3 separate regions of the Mus musculus genome follow, and regions 2 and 3 are each linked to region 1. The links are chromatin contacts, called in public Hi-C and HiChIP or PLAC-seq maps. All regions are on one chromosome and are shown on one strand. Each heading gives the region's core, a stretch centred on a gene start, on an enhancer-like site or on the middle of the called end of the contact. The rest is flanking DNA. Distances are from core to core; before and after follow the strand shown. Region 1 overlaps Plekhm3 (pleckstrin homology domain containing, family M, member 3). Region 2 overlaps Plekhm3 (pleckstrin homology domain containing, family M, member 3). Region 3 has its middle 19 kb from the start of Fzd5.

Evidence for each region. Hi-C and Micro-C count contacts between places; a contact is called where the count stands out from the background. HiChIP or PLAC-seq counts read pairs in DNA pulled down with a chosen protein or histone mark.
Region 2: an H3K4me3 HiChIP or PLAC-seq map of bone marrow-derived macrophages shows a contact between it and region 1, with 2.3 times the contacts expected there. The contact joins two enhancer-like sites. A contact is called at or near these places in 1 of 15 datasets of contacts at CTCF or cohesin (the NIH/3T3 cell line), 7 of 484 Hi-C or Micro-C datasets (the N1E-115 cell line, bone marrow-derived macrophages, cerebellar granule neurons and 4 more), 4 of 115 datasets of contacts at active chromatin or transcription factors (the NIH/3T3 cell line, bone marrow-derived macrophages, embryonic stem cells and 1 more) and 4 of 9 other capture datasets (adipose tissue, embryonic stem cells, liver and 1 more).
Region 3: a Hi-C map of ventricular fibroblasts shows a contact between it and region 1, with 2.2 times the contacts expected there. The contact joins two enhancer-like sites. A contact is called at or near these places in 4 of 39 promoter capture datasets (the 3T3-L1 cell line, HPC-7-derived erythroid cells and liver), 3 of 484 Hi-C or Micro-C datasets (ECoMG-derived neutrophils, the N1E-115 cell line and ventricular fibroblasts), 1 of 115 datasets of contacts at active chromatin or transcription factors (embryonic stem cells) and 2 of 9 other capture datasets (adipose tissue and liver).

Annotation. Positions count from the first base shown.
Region 1 is chr1:64,823,815-64,828,660 of GRCm38.p6, reverse strand. The region is part of intron 6 of Plekhm3 (pleckstrin homology domain containing, family M, member 3); the gene reads left to right. Among named protein-coding and RNA genes, the nearest start is that of Gm51628, 61 kb to the left of the region's middle. Within about 2 kb of position 2,005, at least 32 of the 459 cell types and tissues checked have an H3K27ac peak or open chromatin away from gene starts, as enhancers often do. A contact at or near this core is called in bone marrow-derived macrophages, where this site is marked.
Region 2 is chr1:64,922,904-64,927,749 of GRCm38.p6, reverse strand. The region is part of intron 2 of Plekhm3 (pleckstrin homology domain containing, family M, member 3); the gene reads left to right. Among named protein-coding and RNA genes, the nearest start is that of Gm51627, 31 kb to the left of the region's middle. Within about 2 kb of position 1,904, at least 74 of the 459 cell types and tissues checked have an H3K27ac peak or open chromatin away from gene starts, as enhancers often do. A contact at or near this core is called in bone marrow-derived macrophages, where this site is marked.
Region 3 is chr1:64,753,832-64,758,677 of GRCm38.p6, reverse strand. No RefSeq gene overlaps it. Among named protein-coding and RNA genes, the nearest start is that of Fzd5, 19 kb to the right of the region's middle. Within about 2 kb of position 1,962, at least 74 of the 459 cell types and tissues checked have an H3K27ac peak or open chromatin away from gene starts, as enhancers often do.

The sequences.
Region 1 (4,846 bases), core at 756-3,255:
CCTTGAGCTCAAGGCTAGTCTAGTTTATATAGTGAGTTCCAGGCCAGTGGACTAGATATAATGATGATGATGATAGATATAATAATGATGATGATGATGATTATAATGATGATGATGATAGATATAATAATGATGATGATGATGATGATAATAATAATAATAATAATAATAACATACTTACATGCATGCATACATGCATACATACATGCATACATACAGGCAAGCAAGCTGGGTCTCCTAGATTACATTTCCTGCTTTTACGTGGAAGGCAAGTAGGAACACAGTGACCTCAGAATGCCTGCCTGGTCACAGCCTGGCCTGGCCTCTGACCCCTTCCCAGTTGTGAAGCACACTGAAGAGAGGAAGACAGGACTGACACTGGGAAGCTGAGTGATTGTTTCCCTCTTTGGGTCATAATTTTTTGTTTATTAAATAATAAGAAAGGTGAGTTTAAATGATTATTTGGGTCTTTTTCTCACTATTTAAGGCAATAAACTACCTCAGACATATAAGTAACTCAGCAGAGAGCAGATTCTGCTGGTCATCCTGGAGAATTTCCTAGAACTGTCTAGGTTTAAATACTTACAGCTATTTCCTGCACATCTAATATGGAGACTACTTAGCCTTCTAGGGCTTAGGTATTGGAGCTGCATAACTGTCCTTATTCTGCAAGAGCTTCGTTCATACTCATGGGTGTATGGATTGACAGTCTTGGACACATACAGAAAACTGTGTGAAATAGACCCTGTCCCATTATTAGTAATTTTTTATTCTGGGTTTATCTTGACTATGGGAGAAAATGGGATTAAAATCCCTTTGTCTTTTATTCTTTAAGACTCCAGCAGGAAACAAAATGAGGGGAATGATTATGAACACTCACAAATCTACCCAATGACATAAGCCACATCAAGTTATCACATAGTTTCCAAAGTCTTAATAGAAACTGTCACACTTAGGAGAGGATCAGATAAGAACTCTTTGGTGGTATCATAATCCTCCCTCAGTACAATGACTGATAAGCCAACTCAGCCCTGTTGTGCAGTCCCGCGGTGGAGTAAGGAAGGTGGCGCTGGTTAGAGAAAAGAGTTTTGTTCGTGGACACACCACCAGCTCCAAGCCAGAAGGAGGAGCTCAAAAGTGAAGTAGAAAAGAGAAGAGAGGTTTGTCCCAACTTCATGAAGTAGCAATCCCTATACACTTTGGTGGTGTGCATCTCTGCCCGTGAGGAGCTGTGAGTAGCATTTAGAATGAGAGTACAGAATGCTCCTATTGTGGGTCAGGTTTTTAAGCTTGAGCAGGATCTAGGTGGTGTTTTGTGTTTTGTTTTGAAACAGGGTCTCACTCTGTAGCTCACGCTGGCCTCCTGCATTCTTGCCTACCTCCTCAGCCTCCAGTGTTGGAACTATAGACATTGACACTAACTTAGCTGATGTAGGTCACTAGACCCCTCTCTGTGTGCCTATAAATGCCGAGAAATGGCACTACAAAGTACAATTGTCATAGGTTATGTAGCCAAGAAAATGCAAATTGAATTATATGAGAAGCTGTGTTACAGCACATGACAGGATAGGATCTTGATTTCATTGAGCCTGCCTATTCCTGGTGGATCTGCTCAACATGAACTGGATCTTCTAAGTAGGCTTTTATGGTGGAATCATTTTTATCCAGGGCAGACGACCTCTTTATCACAAAATTCCCAGCAGTTGTCCAGAATCTAGATGTTGTATAACGGCCAAGGAATGCTTGTTTTAATATGGGGGGTCATGTGATGAATCAGAAGGAAAACATTAGTAGATGCATAAAATACATTGAAAGCGCCTTTTTCCTGTGTGACTTCTTGTCATTCTCTTATCCTGGTCTATGTTACTAGTTTCATCCCCCATCCCTGTAGATCATGAACTTCATAATGGTGCCGTGAAGGTAAACAACATAAAAGAGTGGTGTGTGCCCCCTCTTCCAATCCCACAGATCGCTATTGGCTGCAGACCTTGAACATGACACTGCAATTTCCTGGTGCCACACATGAGTAATAAGCAGCTGTTTCTGAAACTGTGGTCTGCAGAAGGCAGTACTGGGTTATTTTTTAACTTAATTGTAATTTTTGATTGGTCTGCAAGAAAGTAAATCAAATAAAGGCTGTTGTCTTAGTCTGCAGAAAGCCTTAGGCCTCAAATTCCAATGCTGACCATTGTGACCAGAATAGAAGAGGGGAAATGTGTGTATCCCAAACTGGAAGTTCAGCCAGGCAGCTTTTATGGGCTGCGTTTGCACCCAGAGAGTTAAGCATACTTGGTATTCTTCTCAGATGACTGAATCATGTAAAGTGAGATTTGACAGTCTCTCCAGTTATGAGAATATTTGAGATGATTTAAGTGAATTTTTAAAAGGGAAGTCTAGTTGTCAGCTTGATATTACATTTTGTTCTTGTCCAACAGCACAATAAAATGATATAATTTTAAATCCCAGATGGAGTCATCTATTCTTTAAACACCCAGTCAGTGTGCACTCCCCAAGTAAACAGGTCGATTGGTACCTTTTTCAGTACAAGAAATTAAGTCTAATGGAAAACAGAAATAAACTTTGACTGTAGTTTGGATGTCTGCCTTTTCTCAAGGAAAATTTGGGTACGTGGAGAAAGTGGATGAGGTTGACTACAGAGGGCAAGGAGGCGGGTGGAAGAGCTACATATGTTTCCTGCTAATTGCTTTGTCCTGAGATTATTCACGTAGACATGCAGTTTGCAGGAAATAAATGGAAAGATAACTAAGCCTCATCCCACAGGTCCACTGTCCTTGTTACAGAGCCAGTTGGCCGTCTGGTTGTAAATGCACCTGATGCTGGAGATGAAGTGTCTTTCCGACTCTTGGTGGGTTGTTACAGTTAGATTTATCTGTGACTAACTTACTTGCAAATTAGAAAGGAGTAAGAGACAACTGCTGGCTATTACTAAAATGTGATTTAATCAAGTTTGAGATATGCCAAGTGTCTCTCCAAGTCTTTAGCCTTGGCCAGAGTGAGATGTTCACCCGTACTCTGTTCTCTGATGGACCTGAACAATATCAGCGGCAGAGGATGCATCTACTGCCCTTCTTCCTGATTGCATCCGAACAGAAGAACAATGTGTTACCTTTTGAAAGCTGACATGTGACTGTCATACCTTTCTTTCATACCCTTGCTATAGACCTAAAGTATTTGTTAGAAAAGTAATTTAAATTACTGAAGATTTTATTTAAATTGAGAGAAGGTAGCAGTCACTGACCAAGTACCATCAGACACAGTGCTTCCTGTGCCCAGCATACAAAGCCTGATCCTTTCTTCAGTCCTATATGTAAATATTAGCTAGTTTTAGTTGAGGAAACTAGAGCTCAGAGGGCTTAGTAACTTGCCAGTCTCCCAGCTGGAAGGTAGCTAGCTATCGTTTGAGCTCAGAACAGCCTCACAGTACGCCACTGCCTCCCAAAGCTAGAGACAATGAGGTGTGATCCTTAACAGGAGCTGTGTGCTCTCAGCTTCTCTGGAAACCCTTTAATGAATCCAACTGCTCTGCGTTGAAAAGATACATCTAAGCAAACCTGCGCCATCTATTTCCTCTTTTTAACTATCTTTGACCAATTTTATTAAGAAAATGCTTTTGTGCTCACATCAGTAACTGTAATACTAGGAGGCTGAAGCAGGAATATTGTGAGTTTAAGACCAGGCTAGTCTTAGAGAGATGGCTCAGCAATTAAGAGCACTGACTGCTTGCTCTTCCAGAGGTTCTGAGTTCAATTCCCAGCAACCACCTGGTGGCTTACAACCATCTGTAATGAGTATCCAATGCCCTCTTTTGGTGTGTCTGAAGAGAGCGACAGTGTACTCACATACATAAAATAAATAAACAAATCTTAGAGAGAGAGAGAGAGAGAGAGAGAGAGAGAGAGAGAGAGAGAGAGAGAGAGAGACCAAGCTAGCCTGTTACATGGCAAGATCAAAACAACAACCAAAACAGAACACTTTTTACAAGTCAGGTATGGCATGCTCCCAGTTACAATAAACAGCTGTAAACTGTAGCCTGGGTAGAACATTCGTCTTTGTGTTGAACTTTATGGAGGACTGTTGTCACTCAGGGAGGCACACTAGTTCAGGTGACAGCAGAACTCAGTTCTCCCATCTGACTTTCCTCAGGTTGTGTACTTTTTGGACAGAATACCCTCCCTTGTCTAACTGTGCCTTGCACATTCTGTCTGGGGTGGGGTGGGGTCCTGAAAGCTGTGTACTGGTCTTCACTCTCAGCAGAACACTGAGGGAATAGACTACACTTTAGTCCCATTTGCGGCACCATCCTCCTAGTGCTTTCAGAATTGGGTCCCAACTTAAGCCACACCCAGATGACTAGGAGATGGAATTCAGAGGTATGTGGCCCTGAGGTGGTAGAGGGAAGCTGTGGATGGGCAGCAGATTTTGAGCCATTATCCACAGAAAGGCGTGTCTTATATTTTAAAAGGAACCATACAGAACAGCACACATGGAGCACACTTTTTATACTTAGTGCAGCCTCTAGACTAGACCATAATAGCCAAGAAATCCTCTTCCCAGGGCTGCCTGCCATTGCAGTCAAGGGCAGAATAGATCCTCGTACCTGGAAATATACAAGTATAAAGTTTTTCCTTTCCATAATATTAACGGGATGTTTATAAATTCTAAAATTAACCTGAGAATATTACCTCACTTTCTGGAAAAAGTCTTTAAGCAACTTTAGCCGTTAGGAACATGGCTACAAAACTGAGATGACAAAAGAACAGCCAATCAAGCACAAGGTAAGACCAAGTCCAGCGTGACTGAAAGAGTTTGTGACCTCCATACAACC
Region 2 (4,846 bases), core at 655-3,154, 99 kb before region 1:
ATGACAGGAGAAACAAAGTTGGAGGCTAGCCCGGACTTATTAGCTAGACCCTGTCTTAAGAAAGGAAGGAAGAACAGGCGGACTGAGTGGGAGGCCCTGTTAGCCTTTATCATGTGAGGAGATGACTTAAATCAGAGTGACTGTGGCAAGGAAAAGGAAATGAGACATGTGAACAGTAAAGAGGATAAACTTGGGGACAGATGGGTTTCCTTAAAAACCCATAAGGAAAGAAAGGCCCACCGTTTGAGTGCCGCTTTGCTTCCTGTCTTCTCTCAATAACCAGCTCTACCCGGTCCAACATTGACACGACCCCCTTTTCAAAATGTGACAGAACTTCTCAGATCGAGATCTTTCTTCTCTGAATCCATTAGCTGAACTTGTTGAAAGGCTTTGAGTACTTTAGACTAGATAGCATGGACTCTCAGACCCATTTTCTCTTCTCTTCTGTGGGCTATCAACACCAGATCCTAGCAAAGCTTCCCACAGATTCCAGCAAAGTTGTTTGTTGATACAATGTACACTGTACATTGGTAGAGACAGCCCCTGGTATATGGGAGAAAAGACATCAGGATGACTGTCCTTGGAGGAGAGAATTCTTAGCAGGAAATACAGGAAGGTGATGTGATAGAGGAGAGTTGAGAACAGTTCTCTAATTTGAGTGTAAGGTGTAGTCTCACTAAGGAGGTGAAAATGGAGGTAGGGTAGAGAAGGGTGGGTAGTACATAAAGCACTGGAAAGTGTGTGTGGGGGGGTTAGATCGAGTATGAGAAAGGGTGAGAGACCTTACAGACATATCAGGACAGACAATACCCTCAGAACATGGGTTATTAATGTGCGATTGTGAAAATAACATGAATTTGAAAGTTCCCATTTTTGTCATCTGGTGGTGGTGGCACAGGCCTTTAATTCCAGCACTTGGGAGGCAGAGGCAGGTAGAACTCTGAGTTCAAGGCTAGCCTGGTCTACAGTCAAGGTTACATAGACAAACCCTGTCTCAAAAAAAAATTCTGATCATTTAAATAGAGATACATCTATAGTTGAAATGGTATAATGCCTTTAATTTACTTCAGACATTCTAGGAAAATAATGAAATAAAAATCAAGAGTTAAAGAAGTAGAGGTGACAAAACAAATATAGTAGAAACTTGATGGTGTGTGTGTGTGTGTGTGTTGAATGTATATGTATGTGTGCATGTTTTTGGATATACTTTCCTGTGTATATATGGAGACCAGAGACCAACAGCATCATGTGCCTTCCTCTGCCTCTCCCCACCTTGTTTTTTGAGACAGGCTTCTCACTGAATTTGGAGCTCACAGTTTTGGCTAGATTGGCTAGCCTGCAAGCTCCTGGGACCTTCCTCTCACCAGCCCCTAAGTGCAGGGGTTACAGATTTGCACCCCTGCCTGGCTTTTTGCTTGAGTGCTTGGGATCCAAACTCAGGCCCTCATTTGTATTTACCTACTGAGCCATCTCCCTACACAAGTGCTTTTTGAAGCTAAATGAATATCTTCACTTTCTACATGTCTTTAATGGTGTTTGAAAATCTCCATAATGGAATATTGGTGGTTAAGCTTGGGAGCTCAGACTAAGTATGACTTTTAGAATGTGTGAATAGGTTTAACCTGACAAGGAATATGGAAAGGGCTAAGAGAGACCCAGAAAGCTATGGGATAGCCAGGAAGGAGGCAGCCTGGCTCTTGATGAAGATGGATGTCTTAGGATGGAACTGTTTTGGAGAATTGATGAGGAAATAATGATAAAGAGGAACTCTGGTGGGTGAGGTGTCTGGTGGGTGGGGCATGCAGAAGTAAGTCAGGTGCAGGCAGGAAAGTTCTCTCTTCCTCTTTAGTTAGCTGCAGTCATGGTTCTGATACCACTGCTCTGGGGAGGACCAGGAGAAGCGGAAAGGGACCTTCATTAAAGAGGAAGTGAGCCAGTTCTGACAGCCAGCAGAGATGCTGGGCAGCAGGGAGTATAGGTGGTGGATACGCTTGCCTGCTTCTTAGTTTTATGAAGAATTTCTGTGGTTGCTTCATTATGAAAGTTGTTGTGGGTTTTTTTTTTTAAAGATGTTTCTGCCAGCACTTGGGAGGCAGAGGCAGGCGGATTTCTGAGTTAGTTCAAGGCCAGCCTGGTCTACAAAGTGAATTCCAGGACAGCCAGGACTATAAAGAGAAACCCTGTCTGAAAAAACCAAAAAAAAAAAAAAAAAAAGAAAAGAAAAGAAAAAGAAAAAAAAAGATGTTTCTGCATTTTGGGGGAAATGGTATAAATCTTATTATTTATCTATCTGAATCACTTATATTCATTAAGATTGAAATTTTGAGCACTTTAAAATATATGTATAAATTTAATGAGTTAAAATGCTAAGATCTAGGGAAAACTCCAACTATGGCAAAATAATGAGTTTACATATCTGTGTTTGTGTGTGTATATATATATACACACACATATATGTATGTGTATATATGTATATATACATGTTTATATGTATGCATGTGTATATATGCACATACACATCTATATCTTCTCATTTGTCAGTAGCAAAAAATATTTAAAGTAAACTTCAGATCCCATAGAAAGTACTAGTTGCTGGGAATCAGAGAGACATGGTAGTTCTCCAGCCCTATAGTTACAGATGGCTAATCCTTCAAGCACAGATGTAAGAAAAGAGGACATGAGCAGTGCTGGTCTGAGAAAGGGGTAACTCCTGAGAAGCTTGCTGGCCTTTCCTGCTTTCCTGACTTGTTTATTAGTTGTATGGAGACAGGGTTTTTCATGGCAGCCTAGGCTGGTCTCAGACACAGCAATACTCCTGCATCCACTCCGTGCAGGCTCAATCCTGGAGCAGACAGTGTCGGAGCACACTCTAGCTTTCTACCCTGGAGATATCCTAGGGAAAGTTCTTGTTCCTTCCGTCTGACCTGTCATCTACATCTGAGTGTAGACCTCGGAAAGGGGTGAGCATGGTCTGCTGTGCTGCTGGGCCAGCAGCTGCAGTAAAAGGCTCTCAGGAGAGTAAGAAAGGGAGGTGGTAATTTCTGTCTAAAAGCAGGAGAGCTGGGTTCTGCTTCGCTCGGGAACTCAAAGCTGAGCTGCTGGGTCACAGGAGGGCTGAGCAGGGCACAAGCCGAGGTCTGACTGTAAGAAGGCGGCCTGATGGAAATGAGAGGGCAGAGGGGGCAGCAGTGCCACTCAGCCCTGCCTGCCTCCTGCGCTGTCAGCAGAGAGATGTCTGAGAGTAGGCACCCATTATCTCTTTCTACAAAGGGGCTAGCGTGGGCTGTGAAAAATTAACGGCTTTTTAGTTGCCACAGAAACAGTAATGAATTAACGTTAGGACCAGAGACATAAAGCAGCGGAAACAGACTGTTCGCCACCTCTTGTCTCTCCTTTCCTCTGATGGTTTGGTATTTTAAGATGAGAACTAGCTAGTCCGTCTGTCTGTCCATCCGTCCATCCTTCCTTCTGCTCTTCCCTCCCTCCTTACTTCTCTCCTTTTCCCCTTTGCAAGTGTGATCTATCTTCAGGGAATGAGTCAGGTTGTGGCTGTCTGTAGAAGATGTCAGCAGAGAGATTAAGAAGTAGCTTAGACGCCGGGCATGGTGGCGCACGCCTTTGATCCCAGCACTCAGGAGGCAGAGGCAGGTGGATTTCTGAGTTCAAGGCCAGCCTGGTCTACAAAGTGAGTTCCAGGACAGCCAGGGCTACACAGAGAAAGCCTGTCTCGAAAAACAAACAAACAAACAAACAAAAAAAGAAGTAGCTAAGACAAAAAAATTTTACCAGGTCACCTTTTTTTAAACCATTCTCTCCCGTGGATATTCTTTCGTGGCAGACCAAAGTCTCAGGAGACAAGGTATGCCAGCCTGTACTTACAGTCTCTGCATCCAGGAAGCTGGGGCAGAAAGATCTTAGTTTGAGGCTAGCCTTGGCTACCAAAAGAGAGCCTGTCTCAAGAAGTAAATTCCCAGGAAGTCTCTATACTGATAGTCCCTTTTATTAAAGCTCTGCATGGCATTCAGTGAGGGTTACCACAGACTAAAGGTGTTGTGACTGGATAACTGCAAGCGAGGAAAGGGAGAACAGAGGTGGGACGGGAATTACGCCCCTTGTGGGCTAGGTGTTGTGCTAGAAGCTCTATTCTAATTTAACAAGTACTCTTTTTTAGTTTTCATTTTTTATTTATTTAAGACAAATACTTGCTTCGTAGTATAGGCTAGAATGGTTCTCAGTGTGTAGCAGGCTGTCCTTGAACTCATGAGCTCTGTGATCCTCCTGCCTCAGTTTTTCCAGTGCTGACATTACAAGTATACCTATACCTACCTAACAATATTATATTTACTAAGGACCTGTTTTTGTAGTGATAAGGTGTTGTCCTGTGTGCTGTACTGTAGAAAGGAATTGAGATCTTACTCCGTTAGTGAAGACAGGCTTGAAAAAACAAACTTTAAAATACCGTTTGCTTGACCATTAAATAGCTTAGATAACCTAGTCTGATAAAAGCCTGTGGTAGAGGAATATTATTGTAGGGCTGCCTGATACTGACCAGGGCCGTGTGCCTACCGATAAGATGAGGGAAGGCGAGAGGAGTGGGAGGAAAGGTAAGTGTGTAGTCGCTTACTGAAGCAGTGGCACAGAACCTCATAAGCCGAGGGCACAGCACAAGCACCGTGGACTCGAGAGAAAACTGCCGCCTGAGGAGAGACCTCGGAGGTGATGCAGCTGAGCCAAGGGTAGAGATGGTGCTGCACAGAAGGGCCCGCTGCTGTCTTTAGGGCTGATGAACTTGCCTGAGGAACAGGAGTTTCTAAACAGCACAGTTCACACTCTTTCTGTTCTCCCC
Region 3 (4,846 bases), core at 713-3,212, 70 kb after region 1:
AAATCTTCAAAGGCATTTATCTCACAGTTCTCTCCACCTGTGCCGTTTATTTGGATGGAACTTCCTTTTTTAAATCATGGATTGGAATGCTTATGTGGACCAGGCTGCTCTGAAACTAGAGATTCACTTGCTTCCCAAGTGTTTTGATTAAAGGCACATGCTACCATCCCTAGTTGGGTATAACATTTTATACCCAGATTAAAATAGCCCTCTGAGTTCTTGCCTACATTTCCCACCCCTCTCTCAACTTTTGCAGTGAACATCTAAGCCCGGAACGAACTTTCTGATGCCTCATGTTCACAGTTTGCAAGCCAGTTCTGTAATTCTATGATAATAGACAAGGAAGTTAAAAGTCTATAGAATAAATTGAGCATGGGAGTGGATTTAAGCTCATTCCCATATAGAGACTATTTGGCCTATTCTCCAAGTTCTCACAACGGACATTTGCAAAGTGTTTTTGTTTCAAGTTACTCATATCATTGTCTTTGTCATTGTCGTCGTCATCATCATCATAGTAGGCAACGACAGCAGCTCTGAAGATATGAAACCATCATTATTGCTGAACAGCAAATAGCCTCAAAACTCAAGTGTTTAAAACCACCATCCCCTCCTCCTCCGTTCCTGCATCTGCAAGTGACGAAGTCTGGCCAGGCAGACCTATTGCTCTTGGCTCGTTCTGCTCATGCCTCTCTGGGTCAGCTTTGCTCTAGGCTGGGTGGGGCTTCTGCAGTTTCCTTGGGGAAGCTTTGCCTTCACACATCTCTCATCCCTTCCTGGAACCTTGGTTTCTTCTGGACATGACACATTCATCTCATGGAAAGAACAGAGATAGATACACGGAAGAAAGCCAATCATAGCATGTTTTCTAGCCTGTACTTGTAGCATGTCTGTTAAAATCCTACTGGCCAAAGCAGGTGTTGCCATGAGAGCTAATGGGTGAGGAGTATTCTCGACTCTTGTTGAAAGTGTGACACCTTCTATGGGCTTACTGACATAAAGAGGAATGAAAAATGCAGGTACTGGTGCACTCTGCTGCAGCCTCCAGGCAGCAAGCCTTCTTGGTATCAGCTACTTTTTGTGCCCATCCCTTGAGATACAGGCCTTTCAAAGCCTGGTGTTCTCTCTGTTTAGGGTTCTAAGCATGCAGGACAAACCAGACCAGGCAGAGAAGTGGCTACCCTCGCCAGTGACTTCAGCACAAAGGCTACACTTTGGCCTGCCTCCTAGGGTAAACAGAGAAGGCTGGCAAGCCAGCACTGGCTCACGCCTCCTGGCTCTGGCTCCCTCCCCAGCTACCCCCACCCTAACAGCTTCTTAGAGTGTTAGCCACTGCTCTAGTGAGAGAAGAGTAATTGAGGGTGTAATTAAAAAAAAAAGAAGAAGAAGAAGGAGGAGGAGGAGAAGGAGAAGGAGAAGGAGAAGGAGAAGGAGAAGGAGAAGGAGAAGGAGAAGGAGAAGGAGAAGGAGAAGGAGAAGGAGAAGGAGAAGGAGAAGGAGAAGGAGAAGAAGAAGAAGACATTAGAGAGCAATAGACCAGATACCCCAGCTCAGGGCAGCTCTAAACCAAAAGACTAAGGCAGAACCAACAAAGCAGGGCAAGGGGGCCTGGCTAACAGAAGAATGGGTAAATTTGGCCTGTGAGAGAGCAAAACCAGAAGAAAAACGAAAATAGCTTAAGGGAGGCCGAAGTCGCAGCACGTAAGAGTCCCTGGGCTCAATCTTCAGCACTGCCGAATGAGAAAATAAATAAAAGGCATACATACAAAAATCTCACAGGAAACACAGGAAAGCCACAGCCTGACATTTTCGGAAGTGCTCAAGACAGAAGACTTTGGCAAATGACATTAAGTTTTCAATGAAAACTTTGCAGGGAGATTTCTTTCACACACCCTACCACTTCTGCTGCCAGAACAAACATGCTGGAAGGCTGATCGCACACGACACGGAATCCAAACACACCAAACAAACTCAGGAAACCAGAGAGAAGAGAAGCGTCTCTAATGCACCTCTGTGACTCTCAGCTTTCTACCTGAGCTGGCTTGCGAGCTGAGGGAAGAAGGCTGCTTTTATGGTGATACAAACAGTAATGTGTCCTTCTTGAAATGCTGCAAATTGTTAGATAATGACAACTGGCCACCAAAGCAAACTAATGAAGGCCACAAGCCCACATTAGTGTGAAAGGAAGACAGGAGAGCCCTAGCTGCCCAGTGATGACTAACCCCACTGGAAAGAGGGGGTGTTGAGGAGCTCCTCTCGCCCAGTTCTTCTTGCTGTCTTCTTGGTCCCATTTCCTTTCAGTAAAATAATGGGATAAGACCCTAAGTCCATTCCAGTATCCAGAGGTAATCCTGTGTTTTTTTTTTTTTTTTCTGGACACAGTATCCCAGCCCATTGCCCTGGACTCTGAAGGAATGAAATCCACGTGGCATTATCTTTGTCCAACTATGTAACAGCAGAGGCAAGTTGGCACCGGCACATAAAACCACAATGGAGTTAGAGCAGGCCGGATCCTTGCAAGTTAAGCACTGCCAGCTACTCACGACTTGCCCTCCAGCAGGTTACTTAATCTCTTCATACAGGGGTTTCCTCATCTGTCACGTGGGGAAAATGGGAGAGGCTGTTATTACTGGGGGTTGTGGGGATGAGGGAGATAATGCACTGAGGATTTAGTGGGGGGCTTGGTGCATAAAAGGGTCTCAGAGCTCTGCTGCAGTCTGCAAACGTCACTTCGGCAGCACACGGCAGGTTTGGGTGTTTTTTTTTGTATTTTGTTTTTTGTTTTTTCTTTAAGAGGTGAGAAGAAGAAAAGCTGTTTATAAAGGAAGGATCGTGCTTAAAACAACCACCTTTTCCATCCTGTTGACTTGCTGATAGGAAGTAAGATTTCTGCCTGTAAGAGGAGAAATAGCACCCTGGGTTGGGGTTTAAGTATAGCTTGGGTTTCTCCTTAGTCATTTTGTTTTGGTTGACTTCTGTTTGTACATTTGGCTGGGTTCATCCTACATAGCCTTACCTTGAGCCAGCATATAACAATGGCTCTCAGTTTTAGACGCACGTTAGAATTGGGGGATTTAACACAGAGATGGTGTCACAGCCCTGTAATCCTAGTACTCCAGAGGCTGAGGCAGAAGAATTGCAAATTCAAATTTGAGGCCAGCCTGGGCTACATAGTGAATTCCAAGTTAACTTATTTAAAGGTGAATTCCTGCCTCAATGAAACAAAACAGAATTGAGGGGACTTAAAAAAAAAAGTCCTGATGCCCACGTGCTAATGTTATTAGAACTGGGTGTGTGTGTGCACGTGTGTGCGTGTGTGTGTGTGTGTGTGTGTGTGTGTGTGTGTGTGTGTGTGTGTGCATACATACACAGCACCCAAGTAACTGAGGCAAACCTGATTTCTGCTTCCATGGTTGCTAGTAAAGTCCTGATTGTTGAGTTGGATAGTGGTTACACAGCTACCTTCCGTCTGTAAAACTTCATCGAGATGCATACTTAGGATTTATGCACGTTTCTACATGTATAATATACTTCCATAAAAAAAAAAAAAAAAAAAAAAAAAAAAAAAAACAGACACAAATCCTTTGGTTGAAGTTGCACCGAAGACCAATTAAATCTAAATCTTTCGGGGTGGGAACCTGGCTGGCAACACTGTTTTGTGAAACTGCTCAGGTATTTGCACTTGCAGCTGAGCTGGCGGAGCTGCAACTCCTCTTCCTCAGCCCAGAGGCCCCAGCTTAGGTCTCAGAGCTAGCCTCTGGCCTCACAGGGATAGCCCAGGACCAGAGACAGAAGGACGGGCCTGAGGTTTGTTTAGCAGGTCCAAGTTCCAAAGGTGACCGGGAGGCACATTGAGGGTAGGCTAAGCATAGGAATCTGGGCTCAGGATCTGACGCTGTCACTCACAGCTAACCATTTGGGTCACCTCACAGAATTCTTCCTGTTACCTAGGGCTCAACACTTAGCTTGGCAGAGATCTCCCTTCCACATTATCAAAGGTGCATAAACAAGGCATTGCTTTAGAAAGCTGCCGAGTTAAAAGGAGCCTCAAAGGGCAGCAAGCACGGGCCCTGCACAGGTCGGCACCAGGTCCTCTGAGTGTCTATCAGTGCTTCTAAAAGCTCCTAATGCTGTCTCCCTCTAATACACTTCCTTGTGGTGACCCTAGCCATACATTTGTTTTTGTTGCTACTTCATAACTGTAATTTTGCTACTGTTATGAATCATAATGTAAACGTGTGTGTTTTCCAATGGTCTTAGGCAACCCCTGTGAAAGGGTCATTTGAGCCCCAAAGGGGTCACGGCCCATAGGTTGAGAACCTCTGGTGTGTACGTCTCTTCCAGTTTAGTGTTTTTATGGGATTCCTGGGGGTGCAAAGGAGTGGTCTGTGTCTCTTGTGCCTTCTCCTGAGCTTTTTTCCTTCTGTCTGTTTTGTCCAATTCTGATATGTCAGGTTTTGCTTTATCATATATTACATTACATTATAAGCCCTTTGAAGCCTCTTTGTTTGTTTTCTAATGATAGACAGAAAGGGAGTAAATGCAGATGGTAGGGTGGGAGGTGCTAAGGAACTGAGAGGAATAGAGGGAGAGGAAGTAGTAAGTAAGATAGCTTACATGAGAAAAATACTATCTTCAATTAAAAAAGAAAGAGAGGAGCTACAAAGAAGTCAGGGCTGCGGGCTGGGTACGGTGGACACACCTTTAATCCCAGCACTTGGGAAGCAGAGACAAGTGGGTCCCTGTGAGTTTAAGGCCAGTTCACACTGCTTCCCCAAAGACACTCCCTCCCCCAAAAAGGTCAAAGGTCAGGCCTCTGGCCTAGAGGAGCCACTCGAGTTCAAGCTTT